2 separate regions of the Drosophila melanogaster genome follow, and region 2 is linked to region 1. A link is a contact called in public Hi-C data. All regions are on one chromosome and are shown on one strand. Each heading gives the region's core, a stretch centred on a gene start, on an enhancer-like site or on the middle of the called end of the contact. The rest is flanking DNA. Distances are from core to core; before and after follow the strand shown. Region 1 holds the start of CG14657. Region 2 holds the start of Ubc6 (Ubiquitin conjugating enzyme 6).

Region 1 (4,404 bases), core at 1,172-3,671:
ACGCGACTCTTTCCTAGTGTTGTTTTGTTCTAGCTTTTCTAGCTTTTGCCATATGGGCTTACGTTCCAATGAGCGAGTATTGAAGTTTTTTAGACCTTAGGTGCTTGCGGAGATCTGCTGACGAGCCCGCTGACGTGTCATTGGCGGGGAAGGACGCGCAGACAAGGCTGCGGAACCACGACTGCGCTTGGCGACTTTTTCATTAGCAGCAATGCGCTTGGTTGCGGCTTTTCTAATTGAATCTGCTGAAGTGGTGGATGTCGCTGTGAGAACAGTGTCATTCTGCACAGAGGCTACACGACTACGTTTTGCAGCTTCACTTCTAGAGGTTGATTTGCGCTTGGTCGGAGCTTTTATTGCTACTGGAGATTTGATTGGTTCCGCTGGCGTAGGAGCCGTAATCGATTCTCCTCGACTGCGCTTGGATCCTCCGCGTGCTGCCGTCGCTTTGCGCACGGCAGGAGCTTTGTCTTCAGTTCCAGCATCTGCTGAAGTTGTTAATTCCGTATCCAGGGCCTTGCGTCGTCTTTTGGCCGTGAGCATGGGAGCGCGACGACGACGCTTTGGCTTGGTTATGGCCTGGGCAGAGCCTGAGGTGTGTGTGTTGAGAGAGCGGGATCTGCTCCCGCTGTTAGTGGTGGTGGTTGCGTTAATGGCGGTGTTGGTGGTTTCTATATAGGGCATCGGAACGAAGGCCGAGTCCGAAATTGTTGGCAATGTCAAGTTGCTAAGCGAAGAAAGCAGTCATTAGACATAAATTTGAATGTTAAACTGGACACTTACCTGGGCTTTGGCTTGCGGACCGTCCCATCTTCGTCGTTGTCCTCATCATCTTCGCTGTCTGGATTTCCAGCGGGGACAAATTTTGGTTTCTTCACTTCAAATCCGCGGAACTTGTGGCTATCAACGATAGAACAAATATAAGTAAATTGTTTTGATTAATGCTTTGTTTTCGGTCATTTTTGATCCGCTCTTTTATAAGATTCGGCTCGATCTCGGTATGGCAAAATAAGTTTAAATCTCAAAAAGTAATTTTAAAAATACGAACGTATTAGGATCACACGCGGTAATAGTGCCATCTTTTATGGCTGGAATCTTACACCAGTTGGATAAGCCAAATAAATCAAGAGGATAAACATGCAAATGGCAACTAAGACAATCCAAAGTTCTCCAAGAACCCATGTATTTTATAAACATCATATCATGTAGCGAAATTGGATTACTGTTATCAAGTTTTCTACTAGAAATCTTCTTAGCTGTTAGAAAAAGCAAAGTATGAGTTTCTCAAATGGAATCGGTTTTGAATACCGGAGAGTACTCACATTTTTATTGGCGTTATGGGCATGGGCCGAATGGGCTTAAAGAGGCACAGGTCCATAAGCAGGCTGTCGGTGCTGGGATTCCGTTTGCGAGCGGCGGCAGATCGATGGAGTGCCGTGGGAGCCACAGTGTAGGTGCGCAGAAAGGCGGCTGTTGGCACTTGACTGGGCAAAGGAATCACCTGTGACGAGGCCACCTGGCTAGTCAGTGCATAGTGGTGACTTCTCGAGCTGCCGGCGATAGATGAGGTCATGCTGCCAATGCTGCTGCAGCCCATCAGCCCGCCAGCGCCGCTTAGTTTTCGCTTTAGGCTGTGGTCCACGATCTTGGGCGCAGGAGCTGTAGCTGGGGCCACAGGCGTTGGAGCGGACATGACCAGGGCCTTATGAACGGTGTCCTTAATGAACTCGGTGCCTCGATGCAGGCGCACAGACAGGGTCTTCATCAGGGCACTAGCGGCACTAGGACGCGACGAGGACGCCGTGGGCGTACCCACTCCGCCGGAGCCCACGTTGCTGGATCCGGATCCGGCATTGTTGGACAGTTTTCCGGCGTCGTAAGCCGGTGGACCGGCTGCGGCCAGCAGCATTACGGAATCGGAAACGGGATGTGGCCGTATTACTGCCCCGCTAGCCTAGAGTCCCTCAACTTCTCCGGTCGGATGCACTGCCTCCAGCACCGGGAAGAGGTGATGGCTCATCAGCGATCGCACCTCACATCTACGCACTCTTCGCGGCCGGGTTTCCAGCCGAAGTCTTGAGCACAAACTAGATTTCTTTTTGTTTTCCCCGTCGCCACAACACTCGTCGTACTACTACTACACGCACTCGCCCACTACTACAACCACGCTCACAAGCGCCCGCACTCTCGCACACACACACACACACTATAGTAGCTCCATTGTGTGCCGGTGGAACGAACGACTCGATTTTGTCCTGGCAGGGTTAGCTTTGGCCTACTGGCCTCTTCTCTTATCCGCTTGTGTATCAGTTCGCGGATCTGTGATTTTGCAGGACGGGCGGCAGTGGATTATCGCGAATTTGTTGTACGATTCGATATTACGCTTTTTTCATTCACAAGCAGCTGTGGCCAATCGATGTTTCGATACGTGGTGCCAGTCGGGTATCGATAAGCGGGCCTGTATTTTTAGAGTTACCAGAGTATGTTAGGAAAATAACGAAATTAACGACTACCGATATCTTATGCGACTGATGTGTGCTTTCGATTATTTTTATTAAAGCTTTTGTCCGCCATATTTGAATTTAAAAAATAGAGGGAAAGCTTGCAATTAAAATGTTTGACTGAAGCAGTCTGTTCCATTTTTCAATAATGCCTTATTTATTCGACGTTTTTTTTCCAATACACTTGAAAGATATCGGACAGTTTTGCATTTTGGTATTTTAAACAAGATTACAACAGAGCGAACTTTTTATGAGCGGAGTTACTAGAATTTAAATCCTGCAAGCATCGTTTTTCCGGAATAAAAATAAATGTTTTCTAAGAAAGTTATTCGGCATAACATAATTGGTAAGCCCAATTGATTCTTTTCTATTGTTTTTGGTAATAGTGTAAAAAGGTAGTTATCAGAGTGTGTAATTGCTTCTTGAAATGCCTCTGAAAGTGTTCCAATAGAAGTATTCCGGAACACGACGTTTACCAAAACGCATCAGTAAGCGTACTCCAGGAATGTTTCCGGTTGGGTTGAAGCGCTCTCCAGGATAACATGAAACAGGTTGACTTAGAAATTCATATTTCATATGTTTTGGTTATATCTGAAAACCACTAAATAATAAAACCATAAATAATATCCGTTAAAATGATTTTATTGTTTTTGTAATAAACCAGAACAATATCAAATATCAAAGCTACCGCTCGGAGAAAGGCATACATATGTCAAGATAAGCGTAAACCTAAGTAAATAATAATATTGCGGAAAACAAAATCATTAAATATTATAGCTGAAGCTCAGAGAAAGGAAACATCGAACTAACTTGATTAGCACAACTTATGAGAAGTAAAGCCGCTTTAATCGCTGCGGCAGTTAAATCCTGTAGTTAAATTGAAATTAAATAGCCGAATTGCTTTTTTGCTACTGTGCGTCATTTGCGGTGGCAATCGAAGATAAGAGCATCGCCGTATCGGGTTTATGACAGCGAAGTAATAGCCGCGGCGCATGCGGCGCTGAGTTTGCACTTTTCTGTCGTAGGAAACGAACAAATTAAACATTTTTATTAAAAGCTGATAAAAACTATTCCATGTCGGACAAATGCCATTAATTCGTGTATTATTTGAATTCTTCGATTTTTAATGAAACTACTTGTTAATTAAATGACTTATTTTAAGCTCATTTTAATTTTTGCTTTTGAGCTCCCAGGATATTTGACTTTAATTAATAGTTTTTTTAGTCCGAATAATTATTTTCAGTGCGGTTAAAGGAAGGCACGCTTCTGTGGTCGCCACCTCCTGCGGACTGGATGCGATGCTCTCCAGTTGCCACTGCTGCTGTGACAGAAGTGGTTTTTGGCATGTCAAATGCCAGTTGGTGCCCACTTCCTCCTCGCTGCGTTCTTTCGCTTAAAAACATTTCAAGAATAGTGTTTTACAGCTCATTATGAAGCAGAAGGTGAAGGAAGAGGTGATGCACGTTGATAGCGAAATAATTTGATTATCCCTTACTGGATTGTGATTTACTGATTTATAAAATACTTTTAATAATTAAATACAATTGTATGAACATAACTATGTTGGTAGAATTTCTCTTTGGATGATTTTTATAAGTAATGAAATATTTACGATATGCTGCTGTAATTGAGTAATAATTGTAATTTTCGCCAGCAAGTATAAAAGTTTGCGACCCTGCTGGAACTGCGCACAGTGCACCAAATGAATGAGGGTATTCAGATCTTCGGCTGTGTAACCCGAGGCCTCCTCTTGTATGTGCTGGCTGTTTGCTGCCTGCCAGCTTCGAGCCAGGTCCTTGCCGCAATGACTCGGCTGGAGGTCACCTCGTCGTCGGCGTTGTCGAGAACGATCGCCCCCCATTGCGCCTCACCATGCGCCCGAACCACGCGCTTTTGGACTTCT
Region 2 (4,404 bases), core at 849-3,348, 130 kb after region 1:
TCGAACCGTTGGCGGTTTGTTTGGGTACTCTTCCGTAAATTCTATGGTTAACTTAAATGTTCCGTCTTCGAAGGGTGTGTCGTGTGGACCAAAAATCACAGCATTCCATATCATAATATTATTATCTGTTGGAGCACCCGAGACACCCGTAGGTGGATCCTCTTGAAGTCTGCAGGTAAGTATCAAATTAAAGTGTTGTAAATAAATAAGTTAATGCATATTTGTTTACACAAATATACTATTTATTGTATAAATTCCAATTGAGGCGAAAATAAAAAACTCTACCTTAACATTTGCCGACTAGGTTGCAATGTAAAGCTAATAATTATTTTTTATCTTCTTGTTGTAATTGTCTTTAGTTAATGATCTTACGAACAATGTGCTTGAAACGTAAGTCTTTAATCGTCGCAAGAGTTGACGGTCCCGTGGACACCAAATTCTGCCTATTTGTATACATATTCCGCAACACAGAAGAAACCAAAAGCAACGGTCAGACATAGAGTGATGAAAAACAATCTAAAAGTTACCTGGCCGGGATTGGCTGCGATTTAGGTCAGCTAGCGGGCGGCGCAACCCGGTTAACCGCGCCCTTCAATCGGCTTAAATCGATACACGGGCCAAGTGAAATCATCGATTAAACAAGCTAAGAAACGCGACAGTGCACTGGGAAATAAGATATGCAATATCCAAGTCTGAAGCATATTTTGAAATTTATGAACTTGAAAGGTCAATTTTGGGCGGTAATACGAGCTATTAAAATAACTTGTTGAAAATGTTCATAATTTATTTATAGGTATCCAATGATGTGTAACAGGTATTTTCTAATGAACTCTTATCAAAAACTAGACTTCTAAAATGGAGTCAGTTTCGATTCGCATTACGATTTGAATATTGCATTCCTGATGAAACATTTTCGCAAAACAGAATTTGTGTTTCTCAAACTAATCAGTCCCGAGTACTCAATAACTATACTAGATTCGGACCCCACAAAGTATAAAATTGACGATGTTATTTTTTATTTTAGTTTCGAAATTTCCACTTCGAACTCGTTCTAGCTGAGTAAGGGGTATCTGATGTATGCTGTCAGATATGCTTCTGTGCAGTTGCTCTGCCTCTTGGGGTGGTACATTGGAACTTTGCCGGGGGGCAGGAGCCCGCGCCCACGCAAACAGCCTTGACATTTGGTTTCGTATTCCTCAACTGCAATCTGCACTGCAGCGCCAACTTTCGGGATGATGAAAGTTTCGAAGCCGAATGAAATTCCAATAGGAGCGCTTCGTCTCTTTCGCGTGAGTCAACAAGGCTGAGTGCGAGCGAGAGGGGGTAGCGGGCAGGATGCAGCTGCCGAGTCAGGCGGATAGAAACGTTAATGTTTTGCTGCGACGCAATTTCGGCAACGGCGGAAGAAGAATGTTGTTTGGTTTTCCCAATTTTCCCCTTTGTTTTCTTGCTTTTACCCCGCACCGCGCGCGAACACACACACATTCAGATCAAAGTCAAGTGTCAAAGACAAGCGAATTGTTGTTTTTCGCACGAGCAAAGCAGCGAAAATAATCAACCACTCACACACGCACACGCACACGAGCATGGGCACATGCACACGTACATATTTTGGCTGCGCAAACTTTTCCACTACATACAGACGTGGAGCACAGTCATATATACGTGTGTCCGTGTGTTTGCTTATATGTATTGGGCAGCCCCCAGGTTTCTTTTCCCCAGCATTTTTTCGGAACGAGAAACACGTAAAACGTAAAATCCAACGGTTGTGTGTACTTTGCCATTCGCTCCTTGCCTTCCTGTTTTCCTTTGCTTTCGTTTTGTTTGTATTCTTTTCTATTCGCATTCGATTCCTTAGTTTCTTCTCACCTTTTAAAATCTCTCATAAGACGTCTGCGTGCGGGTGTTGACATTTTTCACAGCGATACTACCACTCGTGTTGTGTTGGATTTGGAACTCGGACGCCTGGGCAATGCGTTGCGTTTAGCGAACGGTAACGATGAAATTTTGTAATTTATTTTTAATTGAGGGCAAACTCGGGCAGCAGTGGTATAGAGCTGGAACGAAAACCGATGTTTCCCCGATACTATCACGTAGAGCTGGAGCTCAAATCAATTTCGTTGCACAGAGCTGCCACCCAGCCAGCATTGAGCGTAAATATGAGTTGCCAGAGGTTGCCAGACCATTCAAAATACGTTTCCTATTGATGTTTTTTACGAATAGGAGTTTTCGAAGTGTAAGTTTAACACTGCAGAAAACTGATCGAAGTATTTGTAAACCAAAATTAATTTGAACTTTAGACAACCTGGGTCCGATTGCAGAAAAATTTTACAATTGAGCGACATGGCAAAAACAAGAGGTATTCCTCTAAAACAGGTGACTCAAGAAAAATAAGAATTCTATTGAATGTCTCCCTTTCTTTCGTCCTTGCTAAAAAAGCTAGTTACGTTTTATCATATTAAATATTAGTATAAGCAAACATAATTTTATGGTAGTTCCAATAATATTTATAAACTGAAACTACTAAAAATGAAATGAAAATCAAAACACCAGTTTTGTACCAAAGTTATGATATCTAAGAAAAGCAAGATAAAGCTTGACTATCAGATACCCGTTAATCCAACTTGGATTGCGAGGAGATGAAGATTTAGAAGCCGGAAAGCGACTCTTGACCAAATCGGCCAAAAATTTTATTGTGGGCGCGGCATACCGATACAAATCTGCAAGACTTACATACATACATATAATAAAGAAATAATCCAAACGTTTTTCAAAATCGTAATAGTTATGGGCGGCTTGTGGCCAAGCAGCTTAGCTGCTCCCGTTGATACTAAGAAACGGGTATCTGGTAGTCGGGAAACTCTCCCAACAACGATAATCAAGACATAATTTCCTTTGACGCATTCAATTTCAAATCTATTTGCGTAAATTTCTAAAATTTATTATTGAATATTTAGGGACTAATTATAACAAATCGAGTGTATCACAAGCTTAGATTTAGCCTAACTACAGTTAGCAAGATTATTAGACGGGGAAAAGCTCGCTGTAGGTGAAGTTCTCAAGGATTTTGGTCGTGATGACCAGAAACTTGGCCTCCAGGGCGCGGGCAATCGGTGCGATCAAGTCGTTGGTGAAGACCTCGAAGTTTTGGTTGATCGTATCATTGATGACATCGCCCAGAACCTTGTCTCCGTTGAAGAGGTTCTCCAGCTTCAGGTTTCCCTTGCCAGTGCGGATCTTCAGGACGAACTCCTTGACATGCAGGTATTCCAGATCATTAACACTCTTAATGTCGTACTGGACGCGCACATAAGCCACAAAGTTGGTGAAGTTTCCAGTGAACGGCCCATTGCCCTTGATCGGCAGTGCCAAAATATTGCCGTTGATCTCGTAGAGCCCATCGCCATGGAGATGGGGCAGAATCAACTCGAAGTCAAAGCGTCGGTTTTGGGTGGAAGCCCGCAGCTTGGTGATCTCAAAGTTGGAGGCGCCCAGGATGTTCAGCTTCTTGGCTTTTACCGTGAGCCCGGCGGATCCATCCAGAATGCTCAGATCTCCAATGTAGAGGGGCTCTAGCGGCGGTACGTTCAGTTCCTTAATGCCCTTGGCCAGATAGGGTCGCAAGTTGTGAACACTGCTCTTCAGGCACTTCGACAGTTCGGGATCGTTGCGATGGCACACCTGGATATAGTCAGCTGAAGAACAAGCTTGATAAGTATACTGGACTATAGTGAACTGTCTTCGTTACTTACGCATATTGCCAGCTGAGATGCATGCTACAAAACAGATCAACAGGGAGGCTACGATGAGTTGGAACTGCATTTTGCGTGTAAGTTTCAATTGGTTTCTGTAAAAAACAGTTTATTTACTATTAGGCAGAAATATACATTTTATTGACGTCAAAGTTCGTCAGCAGGGGCAGCATTAACCACCAGGCCCACCCCTAAAATGATCCACCACCCATACGAGTATCTATTATCATCCGAAGTGGTTGATTGTAGGCATTACGCAGCTGCGACTCAGTCTAATAAATGGGAGGATCTCTAGACTGCTCAATTACTGTCATTTGCTACCTGTTTTGTTGTCAAGACTGTAATTGATTTTGATTGCGGCTTAATAGTCTTTGCGATCGAGCGTAGGGCTGGTTATAAATAATGCAAAGGAGTACTTTAGGTATTGAACTGGAATGCATTTGGTAAAGCACAATAATACAATAAACTGGGTCAATTTGCTCTAATGAAAACATTTTTAATTGCTCGATCTGGGTTCCTTGAATAAATTAAAACTAAAATAGACACCTATGTGTAAGGAATTATTGTAAATTAAGAACGGAACAACGAGTTGATAACTAAAGGAAAACAATTTTTGTCGTAAATAAAAAACATGTAAAAAAAATGTATTCAA

Evidence for each region. Hi-C and Micro-C count contacts between places; a contact is called where the count stands out from the background.
Region 2: a contact with region 1 is called in a Hi-C map of the Kc167 cell line, with 1.9 times the contacts expected there. The contact joins the promoter of Ubc6 here to the promoter of CG14657 in region 1. A contact is called at or near these places in 20 of 107 Hi-C or Micro-C datasets (the Clone 8 cell line, the Kc167 cell line, the ML-DmBG3-c2 cell line and 7 more).

What each region holds. Positions count from the first base shown.
Region 1 is chr3R:4,819,011-4,823,414 of dm6, forward strand. It overlaps CG14657, which reads right to left and starts at 2,422. Exons shown (of 3, transcript NM_001275339.1): 1 at 1,323-2,422; 2 at 784-900; 3 at 1-727. The coding sequence starts at 1,909. The coding sequence ends at 97.
Region 2 is chr3R:4,950,584-4,954,987 of dm6, forward strand. Ubc6 (Ubiquitin conjugating enzyme 6) reads right to left here and starts at 2,099. Exons shown (of 3, transcript NM_079506.4): 1 at 1,870-2,099; 2 at 1-169. The coding sequence starts at 1,913. Jhbp3 (Juvenile hormone binding protein 3) reads right to left here. Exons shown (of 3, transcript NM_141250.3): 2 at 3,753-3,847; 3 at 2,923-3,695. The coding sequence starts at 3,822. The coding sequence ends at 3,025.